Regions from separate parts of the Mus musculus genome. Here regions 1 and 3 are each linked to region 2. The links are chromatin contacts, called in public HiChIP or PLAC-seq maps. All regions are on one chromosome and are shown on one strand. The core of a region is the stretch at or near the end of the contact, and the rest is flanking DNA. Distances in the headings are between cores, read along the strand shown. Region 1 has its middle 25 kb from the start of Arhgef18. Region 2 overlaps Insr (insulin receptor). Region 3 holds the start of Arhgef18 (rho/rac guanine nucleotide exchange factor (GEF) 18).

Region 1 (2,700 bases), core at 72-2,571, 81 kb before region 2:
TATACATACACGTATGTGTGTGTGTGTATATATATGCACTGATATAGCTATATGCATTGAAGACACATCTAAATGAGACACCCTGTAGAAGCCCACACCTGAGTCTTGGGACTGTGTAGTATCTTTTTCCTATATAATTTTCTGCCCGCTGTGGTGGTGCATGCCTTTTAACCCAGCACTCAGAAGGCAGAGGCAGGTGATTTCCAGGTCAGCTTATGCTACAAAGTGAATTCTAAGACAGCAGGGCTGTTACATAGAAAACACGCCCCCCCCACTCCCCGTCTCAAAAAAAAAAAAAAAAAAAAGAAAGAGAGAAACAAAGGAAGGAAGGAAGAAAGAAAGAAACAGAAAGGAAAGAAGGAAGGAAGGAAGGAAGAAAGAAAGAAAGAAAGAAAGAAAGAAAGAGAGAGAAAGAGAGAGAAAGAAAGAAAACAAGGACAAACAAGAATGAAATGATAAAGACCACCAGGGAGGGAGGTCACAGGGTAAAGGTGACTGCCATGAGGTCTAACTTGAGCGCCTGGGACCACAGGTAGAAGGGGAGAAGGAGCTGCTTCAAATTGTCCTCTGACCTCCAGAGACACACAGTAGCATTCAACACCCACCTTCCTGCTTAAAGGAAATACACTGTAACAAAGATTGGAACAACTCCCAGAAACTGCTGGGCTGGAGAGATGGGTCAGTGGGTAAGTCATTTGCCATTTAGCCTTGAGGACCTGAGTCCGTACCTTAAGAACCCAGTTAACAGCCAAACAGTGTAACCGAAGTCTGCAGTCCCCGACTTCTACTGTGAGATGGCAGGCAGAGGCAGGATTGTCCCCAGAAGCCCCAGATTGCCACCAGACAGTGGCAAACAAGAGGGACCCCACAGAAGTGAGGGTGGGCACCCGATTCTCTAACTTCCACACATGGTATTCGTGGTACATGAGTGACTTACATATACCTCTCTCTCTCTCTCTCTCTCTCTCTCTCTCTCTCACACACACACACACACACACACACACACACACACCAAGATTTCGTCTATGAAGGAAACACATGACATTTGGTTTTCTGAGCTGGTCTTTGCTTAACATGGGGATTTCTAGTTCCATCCATTGTCCCACAAAGGACACGACTCATCCTTCTTCATATCCAAATTGGCATGCACTGTATTTCCTGTATACATTCCTTGTAGGTGGACATTTAGCCTGATTCTGACTCTTAGCTGTTGTGAATGGCATGACTAGTTTGCTTTCTGTTGCTGTGATAAGCACAATGACCCAAAGGATCCTGGGAGGGGAGGATTTACTTCATCTTACAGGTTGCAGTCCATGACAGAGTGAACCTAGGCAGGAACTAAAACGGAAGCCTTGGGGAAGTACTACTTCCTGCCTTGCTTCTCACAGAACCCAGGGCCACCTGCATAGGCATGGCACTATGCCCCATGGCCACAGATCAAAGGAGGCAAGTCTTCCACTGAGCTTCGTTCTTCCCAAGAGTGCTCATTACAAACACGGATGTACAAATATCTCTGTGATGTGGTGTGTGTGTGCTTGTGCATGTGTGTATGTGCATGCTAACTTGTGCACAATTATGTGATGTGGGTATTAGTGGGCATTAAGTGTCCTCATTACCTCTGGCTCCCTGCTCGTTCCTTTGAGGAAGGGTCTCAGCGCAGGAAGGATGTAGCTGGGTCACACAGCAGTACTATTTTTAGCCCTTTGAGGGGCCCCCAGACTGACCCCCACAGTGGCCGCAAAAGTTTATATTCCCACACACAGTGGATAAAGATCCTTTCCCCAAGGAACTGTTTTTGACAAACCCCGAGTCTTCAAGGACTGGTTTCCCAGGTCAAGAGTTACTCGAGGTTGGGGACAGCAGAGCCTTACTCCCTGTGACTCTTGACTGAGGACCCACCCCCTCTGCCGTTTCTGGACTGCCAGGGAAACCACAGAAGACTCAAGAACCTCAACAGGAAAACCATGTCTTAATATAACTGGGAACTTAATGTCCTTATAATTCAATGTCCATGACTTAAAGCCACTTTCCATGGCTGTTTGGAAGGAGTGCCTTATATGTGGGTTATACCATTATATCTTGCTCTATCTCTGTGAGTGTCCTGAGAGTCAGGTCTCTGTGGCCCATTTTGCAGAAGCAGAAGCTAAGAATAGATGAGGCAAGGCTCTGTAACACACTGTCTCCTGGAGGCTGCAGTGAGTAGACCCTCTTAGAGGCTGTCTTAGGGTTTCTACTGCTGTGAGGAAACACCGTGACCAAAAGCAACTTGGGAAGGAAAGGGTTTCTTTCAGCTTACACTTATACATTACACTCCATCCAAGGGGAGTGAGGGCAGGAACTCAGACAGGGTGGGAAATGGAAGCAGAATCTGATGCTCAGGCCACTGAGAGGCTCAACTTATAGGCTTGCTTGGCCTGCTTTCTTACAGCACCCATTTCTCCTGCCTAGGTGTTGTGACCTGAACATGTGGGAATAAAGATCTCAAAAGTCAAGGTGTCAAGGAGGAAGATGGAGGATGAGAAATAAAGAAGACAGATAGTGAACTGGCGAGATGGCTCAGTGGGTAAGAGCACTGTCTGCTCTTCCAAAGGTCCTGAGTTCAAATCCCAGCAACCACAGGGTGGCTCACAACCACCCGTAATGAGGTCTGACGCCCTCTTCTGGAGTGTCTGAAGTCAGGTACAGTGTATTATGTATAAC
Region 2 (2,716 bases), core at 82-2,581:
CACCTCAGCTTATGTGCTGGGTGACAGTTCAATACTGAGGGGGAAGTCAAGGCACGAACTTCAAACAGTCACATCGGCAGGGAAGAACAGAGAGAATGCTTGTTTACTCTGCACCATACTCTGACCTCCTGCTTAGGGAACGATGGTGCCCACCATGGGTGAGATCTTTCCACATCAGTTAAATTAAGATACGCACCCCCAGCACACACACATACACAGACAGACACAGACACACAGACACACACAGACACACACACACAATGTAGACAGTCCCTCATTGAGACATCCTTCCTCAGTGACTCTAGATTGTGTCAAATTGTTGCTTAAAACACCCTTGGTGGGTGGAGAGATGGCTTAGTAGTTAAGAGCAAAGGCTGTTTTTTTTTTCAGGAGTCCTGAGTTCAATTCCCAGCATCCACATGGTAGCTCGTGACCATCTATAAAGGAATCTAACTCCCTCTTCTGTCATTCAGGTGTACATGCAGCAGAACACACATACATAAAATACAAGAAAAAAAAAAAAAAAGAAAGAGACAGTCCATAAAATATTGAAACAAAACAAAACAATCTAATCCTAAATTAGTGTGATGGATTATCAAGGTTTCTAGTTGATAGTGCTTTACAAAGTTTTTTATATTTTTAATTTGACACAGAGTCCCAAGCTGTTATTGAACTTTCTATGTATCCTAGGTTGGCCTTGAACTCCTGATTCTCCTCTTCCACTTCCCCGGCACAGGAATGACAGGTGTGCACCACACACCCACAATTATGTTGTACTGGGGATGGGACTCAGGTCTCCTGCCTGCTTAGTGTTTGGATTTTTCAGACTTTCTCTATTAGCTCAGGCTGGCCCAGGACTGGGTATAGCTGAGGATGACCTTGAACTATTCTTCCTGCTTCTACCTCCTGAGTACTGAGATGATACCTATGTACTGAGAGGCCCAATTTGATATTATGCTGGAGGTGGAACCCAGGTCCTCATTCATGGAAGGCAAGTGCCTACTGAGCCACATCCTCGGTGTAGCCCTTCCCGCATACAATTTTAAAGTCCTTTTATGGGAGAGAAGGCGCTGGCCCCAGTATGTGAGCTAGAGATTCTGTGTTAAAGAATTGCAGGCAGCTTTTGGGTAACTGACTATTCAGTTGATTTCAGGAGATCTATTTCACAGCAGCAGGAGCCATAGGCGATGTCTGAATGGAAATTCATAGTATGCAGCCATCCAAGGGAAAACACTAATTTTCTCCAGTAAACAGAGTAAGAATTCTCCACCCAGATGCCTGGCTTTGTGGGGCTGCCAGGGTATGTGTTTACAAAACCACTTTCTCTTTCTCTTGTCTTGTGTTTGTGGTTTTATGATCTGGTTTTGGGAGCGCTCACCCAGGGCTGAGTGTGACCTGTCAGGCCACCTGCCCCCATGGCCTTCCTGTCTATTTCTGGCCTTCAGTGTGAGCTTGCTGAAAAGCTAGCATGACTTGAGGTGATGTCAGACTTTTCTTTAGAAGGGCACAGTGATTCATCTTTGTATTTAATGGGCCTGTGTCATGTTAGAAGTATGACTGTAGTAGTTTTTGTTTGAAATCTAATAAGGAATTTTGCACCTGCCATCTGGAGGCCATGTTCCTTCTGTTCTTTTTATTGTTTTTGACTAAGAGTAGCATTGAGGGGCAGGAAATAGGTTTTGCAATATTGCCGACATCTGCCCTGAGGGTCTGTCATCTTTCCTCAACTTCATTTTTTTTTTCTTCTGTGAGCCAGAGATAGATATGAGGCAGCTATACTTGGCGGGTCCAGTTTTGTATTCGTTTTCATGTGTAATTGTGTGTATATGTTATAGTCTCATGTGGCCTTGAGTTCACTGCACAGTTGAGCCTGGCTTTGAATACCTGACCATCCAGTCTTTACCTCCTGATTTCATCCTTAGGATCACAGGTGTGTGGCATGATGTATGGCTACATACATATGGATATGCATAAGTAGGTATGTGTATATACATTGGTGTCATGATTGGTACCCCCTTCTTCCATCACCTAAAAAATTATGAGTTGTGGGGACTGAACTTGAGGTCTTCATGACTTGGTGACACATCCTATAATCACTGAGCTTGGTCCTTGGACTTTTCTAGGCCACATTTTTAAATGTCAGAAAGCATCTAAGAGACATGGCACACACGTTTCTTTGGTTGTATAAGTTTATACTGTAGCCTTTTCTTTTAGAGAAGGGAGAATCAGGTTTAAAACATTTTAATATTAATTTACTTTTTATTTTTGGAGCATGACATCTGTCAGTTTTCATTGCTAACTCTAAACAATCTAGAATCATTTGGGAAGAGAGTCTCACTGAGGGGTTGTCTACATTGGGTTGACCTGTGGGGGTTTGTCTTAATCGCATGAGTTCTTACCGCCGTGGGCAGCATCATTTCTGGGGCCGTATAAGAATGGAAAAGGTAACTGAGCACAGCTTGTATGTGTTGGTCCCTAGATTGGATTGTGGTTGCTTCAGAATCCTGTCACATTGATTTCCCCAGGAATTGGGAGCCAAATAAAGTTGCTCCTGTTGTGGTCTTAATCCCAGCAACAGAAATGAAACCAGGAGGGTGCGTGTTTGGTTTCTTTTCTGGTCTTGAACTCGTGGACTCAGGCCACCCTGCCAATTCTGTCTCCAGAGTATCCTAATGCCTGAGTCAAACTATTTTCAAACTACTGTGGTTTGAATATG
Region 3 (2,714 bases), core at 154-2,653, 110 kb before region 2:
GGAGTTTTCCCTCAGAAACCAGGGTGACTCTCTTGGAGGGTCAGCCCTGTGGGAGCCACATTCAAAGCCTGTCTCCTACCTAACTCACCACCTCCGTTAGAGTGGTCAGCTCTAAATCCACTGATACATGGCTCCAGGGGTCGCCTTCCTACACCCGAGAGTGCACAAAGTCAACAGAAACTGAGGAAACTGTAGTCTTGGGTGTGCCTGGTACAAACCACAGCCTGCCTCCTCACCTCACTCCATTCCGGCAGTTGTTGTGGGAGGTTCCTCAAACTGGGCCACAAAGGGAGCCACCAGTGACTCCCCAGGGTTAAGGGCCTACAGCTGGAGGGCTATTGAGCAGAGGGTGGTCCCCATTTGGAAGACCTGGAAAGATCGGCTTTTCAGCAGATGTCAGCCTTAAAATTTTGCTTTGCAGACAGGATTCTCCAAGTCTGTGTCAGGCAAGGCTGAACAAAACCCCAGAGCCAATGCTTTGAAAGGTGAAGAGGTCAAGCTGCAGTGTGGTGGTATGCGTGCATACCTGTTACCCCAGAACTGGGGAGGCACAAGTAGGAATGCTGGGAGTTGGAGGCAAGCCTGGACTGCATGGTGAGACCCAGATTCAAAAGCAAAACAAAACAGAACAAGGCAAAACACGGACACCTGCTGAAAAGGCGCTTAGACTTCCTCCCTCATCCCTGGCCCCCTACTCCTCCGTCCCCACACAGGCTTTGCTTACAAAAGGTTCCTTCAGACTCCATCATAGGTCTCCTCTAGACCAGGTGGCCTCTGAACTCCCTATGTAGCTGAGGATAACCTAAACCTCTAATCCTCCTGCCTCCATCTCCCAAGTGATGCTTGACAGCGTACAACACCCAGCTTTGACTTATGCAGTGCTGGGGATGAAACCCAGGACTTTGCCCATGCTAAGCAAGCACCCTATCAATTGAGCTATCTCCCCAGCACCCTCCAGGGTCATTTTAGGATTCCTGATCTCTGCAGTGCAAACAGCTGCCCCACTCTCTTACTGTTGTGTCCCGGCTATAGGAGTCAATCTCCTGCCTCACAGACTCTCAGACGTGCAGATCCCGAAGTGCCCACCACTCTTCAAGATAGTCACTCACCCATGAGTTCCCGATTCTTGCTCAGGTAGGTAACTGGCTTTGTTAACAGCTCTTGCAGCTCCCATGTCACACAACCAGGGTTTCAAGGGACACATGAGCCAGGCTAACCACAGAGTGGCTCAACTCTGCCCAGTTTCCTCTTTCTAAGCCACCGGCTTTTTATGGTTGTCTTCATCAATATTGAGCAGCAGGCAGCAGGGGTCAGCAAGGAGAGGAGAAAACAAATGGAGGTGGGTTATGAGGATCTGGGAGTCCACCCTCAGCCTGTACCTGCCGTAGGCGTCACGGGGAAGTAAAGTAAAGAATGTAAAGCCTCCCACGAGGGGAGGGGAGGGGAGGCAGCAGCACTGAACCCCCACCCGGCAGCTTCCTGTGGCGCCAACTGCTGAAGAGGAACGGGGTGTGAGGGCCTCACCCTAACACTCGGGCACACAAACAGAGACACATGGGACATGCAAGTCACATGTCTCTAGACAGACACACGCTGGAACACACATGGGGACAGACACATATGTGGGTGTGTGGACCCATGGAAACATGTGGAGCTGAACGCTGGGTTTGTAAATGTCTACCAGCGATCATTCTGCTTGGTATCTGTCTGTTTTCCCGGTGTAAATACTGCCACTACCGCTAACTCCACTTCTTCAACTAACGCACTGTTACCAGAGCTGTTAAGGTTAGAGCTTGAGTCCTGGCAGTCTCCTAACAAACCAGATTCAGCGACTCATTCTAAGAAAGTCAGTCGAGGAAATGGCTCAAAGGGTCAAGTGCTTGCTGTGCAAGCAAGTGGAATTGATTTTAGTTCCCCACCCCCACCTGACTAAATAAAGTCAGGGTGTGGTAAGGCCACCTGTGAGAACTCCAGTACTGAGCTGGCAGATAGGAGAATCCCAGGGAAGGGCAGGCTACCCAGTCTGATCCAGTGTTCCAGGTTCAGTGAGAGACATTGTCTCAAAAATAAGTGCATGTGGTGGTGCACGCCTTCAATCCCACTGGGCAGGCAGAGACAGGCGCACCTCTGAATCTGAGGCCAGCCCAGTCTTCAGAGGAAGTCTAGGCAACCAGGGCAAACAACAGTGAGAAGTAGAAAAAATGTATCTATTCAGGGTTGCTGCACCTGTAAGAGGACCAAACGGCCCCCTGCTCCTCCCACCTCTCCCCTCCAAGTCCATCCTTAGAGACCTGGTATTAGATGTAGGTTTAAATAGAAGGCAAGAGGTATGCGCAGGGCTGGAGAGATGGCTCAGTGGTTAGGAGTGCTTGCTAGTCTTCTAGAGGACCTGAGTTCAGTTCCCAACACCTACACTGGGTGGCTCATAACTGCTTAATTTCTGCTATAGAAGGTCCTGTGCCCCTTCTGACCTCTATAGGCACCCAACACAATTGCATGCACACACACGCACATATCCACACACAGACAAACACACATACCCCAGACAGTTGCACACACAAGCACATATTCATATACAGACAAACGCACATACCCACAGCCACCTGCATATATACATTCATATATATACACACACAAACAAATACACATACAGGTACACGCACACATATGCACACATGTGCACACACACATACACACTTAATAATAGGAATGAA

What was found. HiChIP or PLAC-seq counts read pairs in DNA pulled down with a chosen protein or histone mark.
Region 1: a contact with region 2 is called in a CTCF HiChIP or PLAC-seq map of pro-B cells, with 2.6 times the contacts expected there. The contact joins two enhancer-like sites. A contact is called at or near these places in 2 of 39 promoter capture datasets (both in liver), 3 of 15 datasets of contacts at CTCF or cohesin (CD8 T cells, large pre-B cells and pro-B cells), 8 of 484 Hi-C or Micro-C datasets (the C10 cell line, the G1E-ER4 cell line, bone marrow-derived macrophages and 4 more) and 8 of 115 datasets of contacts at active chromatin or transcription factors (the 230-238 cell line, CD8 T cells, the HPC-7 cell line and 5 more).
Region 3: a contact with region 2 is called in a BATF HiChIP or PLAC-seq map of CD8 T cells, with 13 read pairs. The contact joins the promoter of Arhgef18 here to the enhancer-like site in region 2. A contact is called at or near these places in 3 of 484 Hi-C or Micro-C datasets (nephron progenitors, pro-B cells and trophoblast stem cells), 2 of 115 datasets of contacts at active chromatin or transcription factors (CD8 T cells and memory CD8 T cells) and 3 of 9 other capture datasets (adipose tissue, liver and pancreatic islet).

What each region holds. Positions count from the first base shown.
Region 1 is chr8:3,326,717-3,329,416 of GRCm38.p6, reverse strand. No RefSeq gene overlaps it. Among named protein-coding and RNA genes, the nearest start is that of Arhgef18, 25 kb to the left of the region's middle. Within about 2 kb of position 1,321, at least 59 of the 459 cell types and tissues checked have an H3K27ac peak or open chromatin away from gene starts, as enhancers often do. A contact at or near this core is called in the 230-238 cell line, CD8 T cells, the HPC-7 cell line and 1 more, where this site is marked.
Region 2 is chr8:3,246,041-3,248,756 of GRCm38.p6, reverse strand. All of the region lies in intron 2 of Insr (insulin receptor), which reads left to right. Among named protein-coding and RNA genes, the nearest start is that of Insr, 32 kb to the left of the region's middle. Within about 2 kb of position 1,331, at least 100 of the 459 cell types and tissues checked have an H3K27ac peak or open chromatin away from gene starts, as enhancers often do. A contact at or near this core is called in the 230-238 cell line, CD8 T cells, the HPC-7 cell line and 4 more, where this site is marked.
Region 3 is chr8:3,352,126-3,354,839 of GRCm38.p6, reverse strand. It overlaps Arhgef18 (rho/rac guanine nucleotide exchange factor (GEF) 18), which reads right to left and starts at 1,403. Exons shown (of 29, transcript NM_001370668.1): 1 at 1,110-1,403. The coding sequence starts at 1,113. It overlaps Gm30369 (a long non-coding RNA gene), which reads left to right. Exons shown (of 5, transcript XR_870091.2): 3 at 1,033-1,134.